Regions from separate parts of the Sorghum bicolor genome. Here region 2 is linked to region 1. Evidence: chromatin contacts called from public HiCAR-type data. All regions are on one chromosome and are shown on one strand. The core of a region is the stretch at or near the end of the contact, and the rest is flanking DNA. Distances in the headings are between cores, read along the strand shown. Region 1 holds the start of LOC8077473 (bisdemethoxycurcumin synthase). Region 2 holds the start of LOC8077475 (GTPase activating protein 1).

Region 1 (6,554 bases), core at 866-3,365:
ATCACTCAAAGCTCTCAAGGCTTAAACTCACAAGCATGCACTATATATAGTGTTTCTCCTAGCTTTGGATGTGATCTTGAATGGCTTGAGAGGGTGGATGAAGTCTAGAAATACTTGCTCTAACAATTGTATCAGCCTTCGAGCACAGTAACACACTCAAGCAGGTGAGGTAACCGCATATATATAGCCTCATCCCCTCAACTAATCTTGTAAAGAAATTGTGAGTAGTGGACAATCCACTGCCTTGAATGCATTCATCGCCAAATCATACGGTGCTACTAGCCATTGCAATTTTCCTACTGCTGCATTGTCTAGTGTTGTCTTTTATTCTTCCATCAGGCCGTCTAGTGCATATAATCTTCTCTAGCCACATCTTTGATGTGTACCGAACAATACGTCATTGTGCACTTCCTATCAACAGTTGGTCCAGTGCACGCCTTGCATAGCGGCCAAGTCCCTAGAGACATCGTCAGATGATCCAATGGTCTTCTACCTTCACACTAGAACGTTTGGTAAGTGTTTTGGCCCCATACTGCCATGTGGAGAACTCTCCTTGGCCGCATCTGTCTTTAATTCTCTGGTAGTATGTTCTTCCTTTGGCCAACTGTCTGTTCCATTAACATATAACATTTGTTGAGCCTGGCGGGATACCAGACTCTTAACTTCCTGGTGAATCTTCTACTGGTGTGACAAGAGAAAGTATCCACTGAGTGTATCTTATACTATTAAGGGACGAAAGTTATGCCATTATAAGCTATTTTACTAATCGTTCTTCTATTTAAAAGATTACTCTAAGAGAGGAGCTAGAGCTAGCCAAATGTACCCTTAGTCCTTTGCATGCATATGCATGGTTTATTAGTTCAAGCCAGTTCCAAGCTATGGTCCAAATAAAAATGATTCAGATGGTTTCTTTGGCGTGTTCCATTACAATGTCCTCCCTCAGATCCATGTCTTCTCATTGGATTGCACGAATGGTGCTAATTTGACCCGTGTACTTCCTTGACATTGCCTGAATATTGTCTTAGTAAGTACTGATATATACTATAGTATATCTAAACACTTACTCTCTCTATACCAAAATATATAGTATTTAAATTGTATTCTGAAATAGTTATCATCCTCACTTTTTAATGTATCTTTCTCTTCTCCTATTTTTTTCCCAATACATCACTATCTCTACTTTTTTTGGACCATCAAAAGAAAAAAAATAGGAATATTTTGCTCTTTTGTCTTCTAAATTAATTGGTCTTTGTGAGAGAGTCTAAAACATCAATTAGTAATAGAGAATGAAGGGATCAGAGTAGACGTCTAACTTTGCAGTACTCAGGGATAGAAAGTTATTTTTTTTTAATATTTGAGGGGGGCAATAGTGTTGAATTTTTATTTCTTTTTTGAATTTTAAAGATCTTAGTGGAAAATTCACGTTTACAGAGGGGCATGCCTCCCCCTGCCGCCTATTTCCGCCCCTGGTAGTACTATCATCGAAGAGTAGGCGTGCCCCTCCTGTGTACTCCCTTCGTCCTCCGTCCAAAAAAGAATACAAACTTATATTTGTACTAAATTTATAGTAAATAATATTAATATTTATAGCTTCGAATAATTTTATTATAAAAATATATTCTATGAGTCTATTACTAATCTAATAATACTTATTTTATATCATGAACTTTAAAATTTTTTATATAAATTTAGTCAGAGTTCAAGTTGTTTGATTCTAAAAAAACGATAATTACATTATTTTGTCACATGTCAAACTCCTGATGCGCAGTTGACCGGGCTAAGTCATTTCCCCACAGCAGTGGCGGCCAGTGCCATCCGTGGTATAAGATCGTCGCCATCAGTAGCCCGGCCGAACGCACATCGCACTCAATGGAACGCTAGCTACGAGGAAATCAACAGGCCCACAACTAGTACTGACTAGTAGTAGTATAAATAGAGAGCACCTCCAGCCTCTCTGAAGCACCAAGCCACAGACGCAAATTTTCGATCCCTAGCTAGCAGGAGCAGGAGCAGCGCACTAGCTACTGAAGCTAGCTGCTAGTAGCTAGAGCACACCGGCGAGCCAGCTGGTTAACGTAACTCCTCGGTGTCTTCCCTTCGACTACTTCCATTCCATGGGCAGCGCTCCCGCCACCATCGGCGATATGAGGCGTGCCCAGCGCGCGGATGGCCCGGCTGCCGTGCTAGGCATCGGCACGGCGAACCCGCCGACGTGCTTGGCCCAGGACGAGTACCCCGACTACTACTTCCGCGTCACAAAGAGCGAGCACCTCACCGACCTCAAGGGCAAGCTCACCAGGATCTGTAACAAGTCCGGCATCAAGCAGCGCTTCATCCACCTGGACGAGCAGCTCCTCGCCGCGAACCCGGACTTCACCGACCGCACGCTGCCCTCCCTGGACGCCCGCGTGGAGATCGCCTCCGCCGCCGTCCCGGAGCTGGCCGCGTCCGCCGCGGCCAAGGCCATCGCTGACTGGGGCCGCCCAGCCACCGACATCACCCACCTCATCTTCAGCACCTACTCCGGCGCGCGCGCGCCGAGCGCCGACCGCCGCCTCGCGTCCCTGCTGGGCCTCAGCCCCACGGTGTCCCGCACCATACTCAACCTCCACGGCTGCTACGGCGGGGGCAGGTCGCTCCAGCTCGCCAAGGAGCTCGCGGAGAACAACCGCGGCGCGCGCGTCCTCGTGGCGTGCTCCGAGATCACGCTCATCGCCTTCTACGGGCCGGAAGGCGGCTGCCCCGACAACATCCTGGGACAGGCTCTGTTCGGCGACGGCGCCGGTGCCGTCATCGTCGGCGCCGACCCTGTCAGCCCCGTGGAGCGCCCGCTGTTCGAGATGGCCTTCGCCTCGCAGACCACCATACCGGAAACCGAGGATGCCATCTCCATGCAGATCAACAAGGGTGGCATGGAGTATCACATCTCCAACCAGGTTCCCCGGTTGCTGGGATGCAACGTGGAACGCTGCCTCGTCGACGCGTTTGGCGCGCTTGGCATCAACAATAACGATTGGAACGACCTCTTCTGGGCGATCCATCCTGGTGGTCGTGCTATTCTGGACCACATCGAGGGAGTGCTCGGCCTAGACGATGGCAAATTGGCCGCCAGTCGCCACGTGCTCAGTGAGTTCGGTAACATGAGCGGCACAACGGTGATCTTCGTGCTCGACGAGCTGCGCCGCCGTCGGGGTCTGGCAGTCAAGCAGGAGGAAGGCAAAGCACCGGAGTGGGGAGTCATGATGGCGTTCGGACCGGGAATCACAATAGAGACCATGGTGCTGCGTGCCCCTGCCGCCAATCTGGAGGGAAATTAGAAATTCAAATTTAAATGCCCTACAACCCGGTGAGCAACGATATTACAAGTCATTGGATCCAGCAATAAGTAAGACGGACCTAAAATAATGGACCGTAAGAAGGCGGCGGAGTGCTAAATTAGTAGTCCCTTAACTATCAGCTTAATATGTATTGTTTTTTGATTGATTGTTTAACAATAAAATAGGTCATGTTGGGTCTAGACCTTTATATGTGTGTTGATTTTTTTCATTTGATTAAATAACAGTTTATAGTGTAATGTTCTTTATTTCATCATGAATAATAAACATAGTGGAGTCCATATAATTTGGAATGAATGGAGTACAAGTCTAGCCACTGCCGCCAATACCACTGCCAAGGGCCAAGGCCCAAGAGAAGCAAAAACTCTTGGCGTCACAGCAATATAGCATGTATGACAGGAATATGGCTAAGAACAGAAAATAGATATGATCGGAGCTGTCATACAACCCTGATGTTTCCAGTACACAACACTACAATGGAGTGGACACTGCTACATTCATAGTATAGACAGCATGTACATAAACATATAAGGTGTATGGCCTTATGGTTCTAGCACAAATTCCGTCGACCAAGTCAGAGTGATTTGTACTTTTCGATGAGATTTGATGCGTGCAAGCGAGAAGTCGGAGTGATGGTGCACCCCAGGTTTCGAAGGTACGATATCTGGAGGACAAACAGGGACGAATTCTGTTTAGTATTCTGATAAGAGAGCAACATGGGCTTCAAAAACAACAGGCAGAATCATAAAGAGCACAGATGCACAGCATGCAATTCCGACAAACTAACACGCTGATGCAACAAGATGAACAAGGAGTTCTGAGATAGCTGACCTGCTTGGCTGTGGGTTCTGACGAACCCATAGAGTTCTCAATCCTCTGCTTTTGGAAATGTTCCTGAAATAAAACCATAAAAAGGTCACAAAAGGGTCTACCGAAGGACAGATAAATAGCTCCATTTTCTATAGTGCAAGATATTTGTAATGGCCCAAGATCTCACCTGCCTTTCTCTCATCAACTGGCTCCGCTTCTCTATTGGAATCTGTTCCCACTTGATAACCTGAAGTTCACATTATTGAATTATTATTTTATTTAGTAAGGAAAAACTAACAACATTGTCAGTTCTGATACCGAGAAATATAACAACAATAATTAAACTCACATATTGTGCGTAGCCCAATGCTTCATCACCGCTTAGGAACAACTTCAGTTTTCGCAAGACATCCTGGATAAGAAACTTGCCATCAGTTTTTTTCCAGGTTAAGCTCTCGAATACAAGAGAACTTTTGTCATTGTTCCTTTGCCCTTTCAAAGTACAGATGATGACAAATAACATTGCCAGCAAGATAACAACAACCGTGAAGAACAGATATAAGCTGATAGGAGAATCAATAAGTCTGGTGATGCTTTGATATGGGAAAGAGGAAAAGGGGTTACCTTGCGCTTGTATCCTTTACCACGTAGGCGTTCATCAATCACAAAACTGATCTGAAAATTCAAGCATACATCTAACATGAAATAGGCATAGAAGGGCACTGGCAATCCCAAAGCTTTAGTGGTAAATGTCACAAATGCGTGGTCACTGCGATAGTGGAAGGCATCAAAGTATCTTAGCCTGGTGGTATCCAGATTCCAGAGTGTTCAGTGTTCATGTACTGTGAAGAATTCAGTACCTTTTCAAGTAATCTCTTTGGATTTTGAAATGCCTGCTTCTTTCCCCAATTATGAAATATATGTGAGACTACCGATCTATCATCAATGTCAAACCTATAAAATGAATAAGGAATCAAGTTAAGCGACGGGGGAAAATGTAAAGCAAATAACATAGCAAAGCAAAGCTTTGCATGAACATGATGAATCTGTTCTTCAGAAACTGAAATGGTTATGCAAAGGAGAAATAATGTTTTTTCACCACTAGAAAACTCCAAATATCCACAAGAAGCAAAGTTAAAAATGAAACATCAGATCATACAAAGATGATTTACTTTCTCAAGAAATCATTAGCAAGGCATCCTTGAGCCAGTTCTGGATAAGGTGAAACTTCGTTCTGTCCCATAATTGGCTTTCCGATTGATATATTCCCTTCAGAGTCATCAAAAGGAATATCACCTGAAGGCTGTTCAGGCATTTTTCTCAGAGTCTCTTCGCCCTACAAGTTAACAAAAAACAAAACAATTGTGAAGAAGAATTATGTACATACAAGATATTACATAAGAGTATGCCTGCTGATGAAAGAAATAAGCCAAATTGGTTCATATTGGGATATCTTAATGGTAGGGAATAGAGGCAATTTGAACTCAGAAAAGTCTAGGGACGCAAAGGCCAAGCCACACCATTGACTCATCCTAGTTGTTTTGGCTATGTATTATATCTAATATATCATATGTCCAAATGAGCTATCAATTAGGTGGAAGTTGAGGGGAGTGGGTTTTAGGTTAACCCACTTGTATTCTTACCTTACCATCAGAAAAATAGTTTTCAGTTCATAAAGTAGTTCAAGACTGAGGTTTCTTCTTCCAAACAATACTGTGGGGACGTTCTTTCTCCCACAGGCTGAGTTTTTAGGTAAGGATTAGATTTAGTAAAACTAAATCTAATGGTATTGCTCACCTGCACCTCAAGAAGGTGAACTGGAATTTCTCTGAGGAAACGTGAAGGTTGCAGAAGCTGTATAAGCAAATAGGTCAGTTAAAAAAATGATATTGCTTAAAGATAAGCATGATACAGTAAATAGCCTGCCTGACGGTTAGAGTCAACTGTAACATGCAAGATGTACAGCTTTTTCCGAGCTCGTGTCATTGCAACATAGAGTAACCTCCTCTCCTCCTGTAATGAGCAAGTCCTAGAATATATATTGAGAACATAGATAAGTAAAAATATAACTTTGAGACAAACCTCCAGTGTACTTCCAGCTTCTTTCACAGTACAATTGTACTCATGCAACAAAGGAATTTCTGAATCATTTGCCTGTGTGAAGAAGCAATGATTGACATAAAGAAAAAAGTATGTTTTCATAAATTAATATATACAATATATCAATATGCGTGAAACACATACTCCCTCCATCCCAAATTATAAGTCATTCCAAAAATCTTGGAGACTGAAAGCATTAAGTTTGACCAAATTTATATGATAAAATAATAATATTTATGATGACAACTAAGCATTATTAGATTCTTCATCAATTATATTTTCATAGTATACCTATTTGATGTCAAAAAT
Region 2 (6,584 bases), core at 1,737-4,236, 38 kb before region 1:
ATCTGAATGGCAATCGTCTTTCTGGTCGTGTTCCAGCCAGTTTGGGAGGAAGGCCTCTGCACAGAGCTAGATTTAAGTGAGAAATGACTTGATTTGTAAAATTTCTCTTCCCTTTTTCACGGTAAGGAACATAATGATTGCTGTGACAAAACTGCAGCTTCACGGACAATGCTGGATTATGTGGAATTCCTGGGTTACGTGAGTGTGGCCCTCATCTATCCGTGGCTGCGAAGATTGGCATGGCTTTTGGTGTGCTTTTAGCCATTCTGTTCCTAGTTGTATTCGCTGCGTGCTGGTGGAAGAGACGGCAAAACATTCTCCGTGCTAAAAGATTAGCTGCAGGTAAAAAATGTGAACAGTCGTCCAATGAAAAAAAACATTACAAAGGTTTGTGTTGTAACGGATTTACATTTGACCATTGCAGCAAGGGAAGCTCCTTATGCAAAATCAAGGACCCAGTTCACCCGGGACGTGCAAATGACCAAGCATCAACGCACACATGAAAGTGTTCGGAGCAGCAACAATGAAAGCTCACCGCATCTGCTTTCCTAGCTCGGCAAAAGACTGCAACGGTGACTTGGCTTCCATCCATAATTCAGTTCTTTGTATGCTCCTCCGTAGGCTTGAAACACGAAGCTGTACATACTAGCTAGGTCATTAATGTTGTATATACTTGTATTTTTGGTGACCTAGAACTCAGGAGAGGCATCAGTCTATCAGATAGGAGAAATTACCCATTCCATCCTACTTACTGTTCTGACTACTGCTGTTGAATTCTCCTTCACTGTTCAAGTATGCTTATTGTCAGTTTTGTACTCGGTGGTCTGAAGTTCTGCAAAACTGCTTTTTACCAGAAGGTGGAGCCCCTTTTCCTAATAGATTAAGTTTTTGGATTAAACTAATTGGTGCATGCAACTCAATATTGTTCAGAGATCTTGAGGTTTGAATCCTGACTCTTATCAGGAGTGTTGAAATATAAAGTGAATTGTCCACCTTTTTCTATCCGTTTAAACTTTTTGGCCGGTGCATGCAACTCAATATGCTGAATCTAATATCCAGTTCATCCTATCTGCAATGTTGAAGCAAATAGTAGTTTTTTTAGCTCTACATGGTGATCTACTGATAAATGGCTTTATGGAAATGTGATCAAGACGGCACATAACTGCAGTATGGAATAGCTTCACAGATGTTGAGAACAAATGTCTTTTGTGGATTAAAAAACCCCCCCGCAGAAATCACGCAGAAGCAAAAGTGAATACAGGCATTGCTGCCAGTGCCAGTAGCATGAGCCTTCTGCATATACCTTCTGCAAACACGCATTATACACATATCATAATATATTGTAGTAAAATCAGCTGGGCAGGCGTCGCCTCCTCATATGCCCCTCCTGGGTCCGTCCCCGCCGGTCGAGGGGATCGGATTCACCGCGCGACGCCGGGGATGTTGACCCAGGACAGGTGCAGGACGAGCTCGCCGGTCTCGGTGTTCCTGAGCTTGAGCACGATGTCCTGGGAGACCTTGCCGTCCTTCCACGTGATGTGGCTCTCGGTGGCGAGGCAGTTGCCGCCCTTCTCCGGGAGGATCGACTTCATCACCGTGCCGTCGGGGACGTCGCTGAGGTCCTGCTTGGCGATCTCCACGAAGTTGAGGATGCAGAACTCGGCGTTGCCCATGCTGTCGTCCTTGGTGAACGTGTCATGGTCGAAGAGTTCCTGTCAGTCGAAGCGCCAAAAAGACGAAGAAGAGTTTACACATTCAGAGGGTACTGAAAAGAATTTGCTGCATTGTGGCCATGGAGATCATGGCGATGAACTCACAATCTTGACCGGGTTCATCATGTTTGTGATGGACAGGGTGAGTTCCTCGTTCCATTCTGGGTTGCACGTGCGGTATTTTATACTTGACTTCACTTTCTGCGCAATATATATGAAAACAAATGGCCACATTATGAGAAATTGACTAAGATGCAAAAAACAGGAATTGGACTCTAGGATTTTTATAATAATATATAAAGAAATGCATGCAACGGGGATGCTTCTTCCCCATTAATTGCCGGCCATGGCCAGAGCGCAAGCGAGAGGAAGGGAGGGAGGAAGAAGAAATAGATGAGGGGCAACGAGGTCATTTCACATCATACAGACACATTTGCATTCCTATGCGTCGTACCACGTATGCAAAAATGGTCCAAAATTATGAAATCTTCTCTCTCAGGTGACAAATATGTAGGGGCAATTCTAAGAGTGACATTTGAAGAGGTGCCAACAACCAAAAAGTTAAATATCCATTAGAACCTTATCTTTTTATCTGTAATTGTAATTGCTTTCTGCTTTTGCTTAATAAATTTCAGTAGGGGCCAATGCCCCTCCTGTTTCCTCGAAAAAAAAAATCCATTAGACTTGGGCTCACGATCGAAGCTGGTGGCCGGAGCGGCCTGCAGTTTAATTACCTGCTGTCCGTGGCGGAGGACGACGTAGGGGTCGCTGCTGTGGGTGAGCGGGTCGCAGATGGCCAGGTGCACTCCTCGCACCACCCGCACCTTGAGCAGCCCTAGCAGGCACTCCATATCTCTCCCTGATCTCCTCCCTCGTCCTTCTCGATCGACCCCCTCTCTCCCTCCGACCACGCAGCAAAAGGGAGGGAGGGCCTGACCGAGGACGTACGACAACCCCGGCGTCAACAACGGGAGATGAATGAAAACCCGGAGACAGCTTGCAAGACACAAGCTTTTTTTTGCTCGATCCGCCTTGGCCAACAACTGGACGGAGCTAGCTAGCTTGGGAGATCGATCTCCTTGGGGATCGGAGGGCAAAGAGTACTATGCAGAGGCTGGACGACAAGCTAGCGCGGGGAGCGGCCGGCCGGCTACTACGCATGCGCAGCCGCAAATACATGCGCGCGCCGCTCCCAAACTGTCTCATCGCTGTCGCTTTTCGTTCCTGTTCTTCTACCTGGTCCATCCATTTCCTCCGGTTCTGGTACGTAGTAGTAGCATCTGGAGCTGGAGCACGCGAGGTGCAGTTTTCTCCGGCCGTCTCTAATTTAGCTGACCGGCTGCATGGCCGGCCCCATATGCACTGATTGCAAAAAAAAAAAAAAACAATGGAGTTGCAGTTGCTGCTGAAAATTACCCTCTGGAAACTGACACGGACGAAAACAACGTTATTGGGCTTGCGCAAAGACGCACGGCATCTTCTAAAAAAACCCAAATTTATAAGATTATTCGTCACATCAAATTATATGGTACATACATAAAGCATTAAATATAGATAAAAAGATATTTATGGGATATAGGGTGTCAAGGAGTGGTTGACATGGTTTCAAGTTTTCTGTTTCATATAATCATATATAACACATGTCGTGTGAGTCCTGACGCTGGCGGATACTAGGTCATGCATGATGTGACGACCCCAAGTTTGTCTCCCCGGCCTACATGCCACGCTAGGTCTGGCGGTGCTACGAAAGGAGCGCGGTGGCGGTGTCGAGTGCGACTGTCGCAAGGCGAGAGCCGGCGTCCTGTCGAGGTGTACAGCAGGTCCCTACCACACATCATGGCTGAGCCTTCGCCGTCGTGGCCAAGTAGCATGGCAGGTTCTAGAAATATATATAAGCTAGGACTGCACATCTCGCCTGAGCCTCCGCCGCACGTCCCGACACCCTGCGCACTACACCACTGCGTGGGTGGATGAATGCGGTGCAGTGCGGCGTGGTTGGTGTGATTGGCGCGTGCAGCGCAATATGCATGAGGAGAGTGAGGAAGGTACAATAATACAAATTTAGAGAGCTAAGTCTATATTTCATAAGTATTACGATCAGAATGAGAACTTGAAACAAGTCTATAGGGAGGTGAATGTAAAGTTCAGAATGTCATGTGTGCAATTTGTAAGTTGCGCGACTAGTTGAAAACTCAGGACATGTTTAGAGAGCTGAATCTGCAATATGCAAGTCTAAGACCACTGGGGACTAGAGACAAATTCAAGGCCCAACAGTGAAATTTACTCAATACTAATTAACCATACCTCCAAGTCGATCTATGTGGAGTAAATTTGAGGTTTAGCACAATAATAGATAGAAATAGGAGGATTCCCCGAGCGTTGATGCGGGTATGAAGGAAGAATAGAAATATGGTCTCATTATAGTCTATTGAATCATCTATATATATATATATATATATATAGCTTGATTATTAGTAGTCAGTTTTAGAAGAGAAAGACAGGAAGTCACGTGAGAGAATAATACTAGCAGTATGCATGCATAGTCATATGTAGGTAACTGCATCCACTACTAAAACTATTTGTGAGTGGACACTTAATTGCATGCGGCAGTCGGAGAAGTGGATGATGACGTGGCGTAAGGAGGTGTAAGATAATTAGCTTAGTAAGATTTATCTTTATAGAGTATATAGATAAGAATGTACAGAAGGAAAAAGACAAACCCATGCTTTCATGTCATGGATGCACAGGGTAGCTATACAAGTGATTATATTTCTCTAATGAAAAACAGAGTATAAAGAACAACATTTCATAAACCAAAAACATCCTTCAGCATTCAATAATTGTTCCTCCATGGTCCACAAGTTTTTTCTTTCACTTATTTTACAATTTATTAGGAGTACACACCATAATACACGTACGTGCAGATGTTTTTTGCAGGTTCCATAATATATATACATAACATACATGCAATTATTATGTAGGCTTGTGAATCTGCCACCACATCCACACTAATAAACTCATGACAGAGCTCATGATTTTCACAAAACAGGCAAATCTAAACAACAGCAAGTAGCACTATATATTGGTGTCTTAGTTTACCTGTGATCTTTAGCTAGCCACGCGTTGCTTCATGCTGGACGCTGACCGATTTTCTTTGGAGCAATTGGAACTTGGGTGATACAACCATAAAGGTATTCATCCTTTTCTTCAATTTTTTTCACAAACTCACGCTCACCATGTACCTTAATTTCGATGTCTTCAGGGTACCACACAATCACCAAATCTGTGAGTTCTGGAAGTGCATATTTCTTTATCTCGAGTTTCAAAATTGACACGTCAGAAAGTACCAGCTTTGTAAGACTTCTAAATCCACCATAAAGGAATATAAGCTGATTTTGATCATCACTGTAGGAGTCTTCATCCAATATTAGAGTCGTGAGTGAAGGCAGCTTCCCAAGCTTGTTGATGAAGTCCTGTGACACCTCTGTCTTTGCCAATGATAGGAAGCTAAGGTTGGGGAAATAAAATCTTTGCTGTGACACCTTCAGTCTCTCCATGTTCAACTTGCCTTCTAATACTAATGTACGAAGACGCCTCAGGGAAGACCTGGTGAACACACCCAGTGGGATGTTACTAACTTCAAGAGTTAGGGTGTCTAGGTGTTCCAAGAGAATAGCTTTATCAATAAGAGCAGATAGAGCCTGTGCATTAACACCATTGTAATCAGAATCCCAAACATGAAGGGACTGAAGGTGAACCATTTTCTGAAAAGTATTGCTGTCCCAACCATTATCCAAGTCAGGATCTATGCTTTCAAGTGTCTGCAGGTGTTTCAAGTCACCCACCTGCTTAGGCAAGAAAAGGCCGTCACCAAATACATGCCGTAGTGTCGTTATACTCCAAAATGCGTCTGGAAGTTTGTAAACATATGTGTTTCGAACATCCAATGTCTGAAGATGTTTAAGGTTTCCAATTGTCGACGGGATATATCTCAAGGAACAAGCAGTGACACCGAGGTACTGCAGGTGTGCCACATTCCCAATCGTTGCCGGCAGGCTCTCACCGATCTCGCTGCCTTTTAGATTAATGACACGAAGAAACTTGGATACTTGCAATATTTCTTTTATGTATAAATTGGTTCTCTCTTGAGGGTTGTCCTGTATCCCACAACAACGAAGCAAGCCTGATGATTCCTCAAAAAAACGAAGCAAGCCTGATATTGTTGTCACCCAACACTGAAGCAAGTTTGATAATGGCAATACCTCAACTTCTTCCCTGTTGTTTTCATTGTCTGCACATAACACAATCTCATTATTTTCATCTTCTTCTCCCTCTTCCTCTACCTCTCCATCCCCATCACCTTCCACCTTTTGCCCTGCCTCCATGTCTCCTTCCTCTTCTGAATCTTCCTCGTCATCTTCATCACTTTCCTCGTCATCTTCATCTTCATCTTCGACATCTCCCAGCTGGAAATTGGACAAGATGGATCGTAGTTTTGGCAAAGAGCTGAACTCAGCAGCATATTTATCTGTACAATTTTGTAGAGAGAGGCGACGAGTAGTTGCTAAAGAAGGGATATCGTCACCATTATGAATATCCACAAAGTTAGCCTCTTGTGCTTCGTGCTGTAAAAATGCATGGACCTTATGGTGGACAGCCACAAATTCAACACCACCACCGGCATTGTCCGTCTTCACTAACTTAACTAGATGCCTCATAATCAACTCCTTCAAATAGATTCTTCCAACTTTCTCCATTGTTCTCCCATCTTTTGGTTTGAGAAACCCCTCTGCCATCCACATACATACCAATTTACGAGCCTCAATGGGTGTGTTCATAGGCAATGCAGCAAAGTAGAGGAAGCATGATTTT

What was found. HiCAR-type assays count read pairs that join an accessible place to other places.
Region 2: a HiCAR-type map of leaf shows a contact between it and region 1, with 2.9 times the contacts expected there. The contact joins the promoter of LOC8077475 here to the promoter of LOC8077473 in region 1. A contact is called at or near these places in 1 of 4 Hi-C or Micro-C datasets (leaf) and 1 of 1 datasets of contacts at active chromatin or transcription factors (leaf).

Annotation. Positions count from the first base shown.
Region 1 is chr2:68,432,833-68,439,386 of Sorghum_bicolor_NCBIv3, reverse strand. LOC8077473 (bisdemethoxycurcumin synthase) reads left to right here and starts at 2,115. Exons shown (of 1, transcript XM_002462851.1): 1 at 2,115-3,317. The coding sequence starts at 2,115. The coding sequence ends at 3,317. LOC8077472 (ATP-dependent DNA helicase SRS2-like protein At4g25120) reads right to left here. Exons shown (of 30, transcript XR_002449669.1): 22 at 6,072-6,174; 23 at 5,943-5,999; 24 at 5,318-5,481; 25 at 5,006-5,099; 26 at 4,770-4,914; 27 at 4,495-4,557; 28 at 4,333-4,392; 29 at 4,167-4,229; 30 at 3,690-3,999.
Region 2 is chr2:68,471,762-68,478,345 of Sorghum_bicolor_NCBIv3, reverse strand. LOC8077475 (GTPase activating protein 1) reads right to left here and starts at 2,986. Exons shown (of 3, transcript XM_002460692.2): 1 at 2,447-2,986; 2 at 1,818-1,913; 3 at 1,144-1,712. The coding sequence starts at 2,563. The coding sequence ends at 1,422. It overlaps LOC8080717 (putative disease resistance RPP13-like protein 3), which reads right to left. Exons shown (of 3, transcript XM_021454328.1): 3 at 4,529-6,584. The coding sequence ends at 4,841. LOC8077476 (receptor-like protein kinase At3g21340) reads left to right here. Exons shown (of 9, transcript XM_002462854.2): 7 at 1-76; 8 at 158-342; 9 at 425-1,002. The coding sequence ends at 552.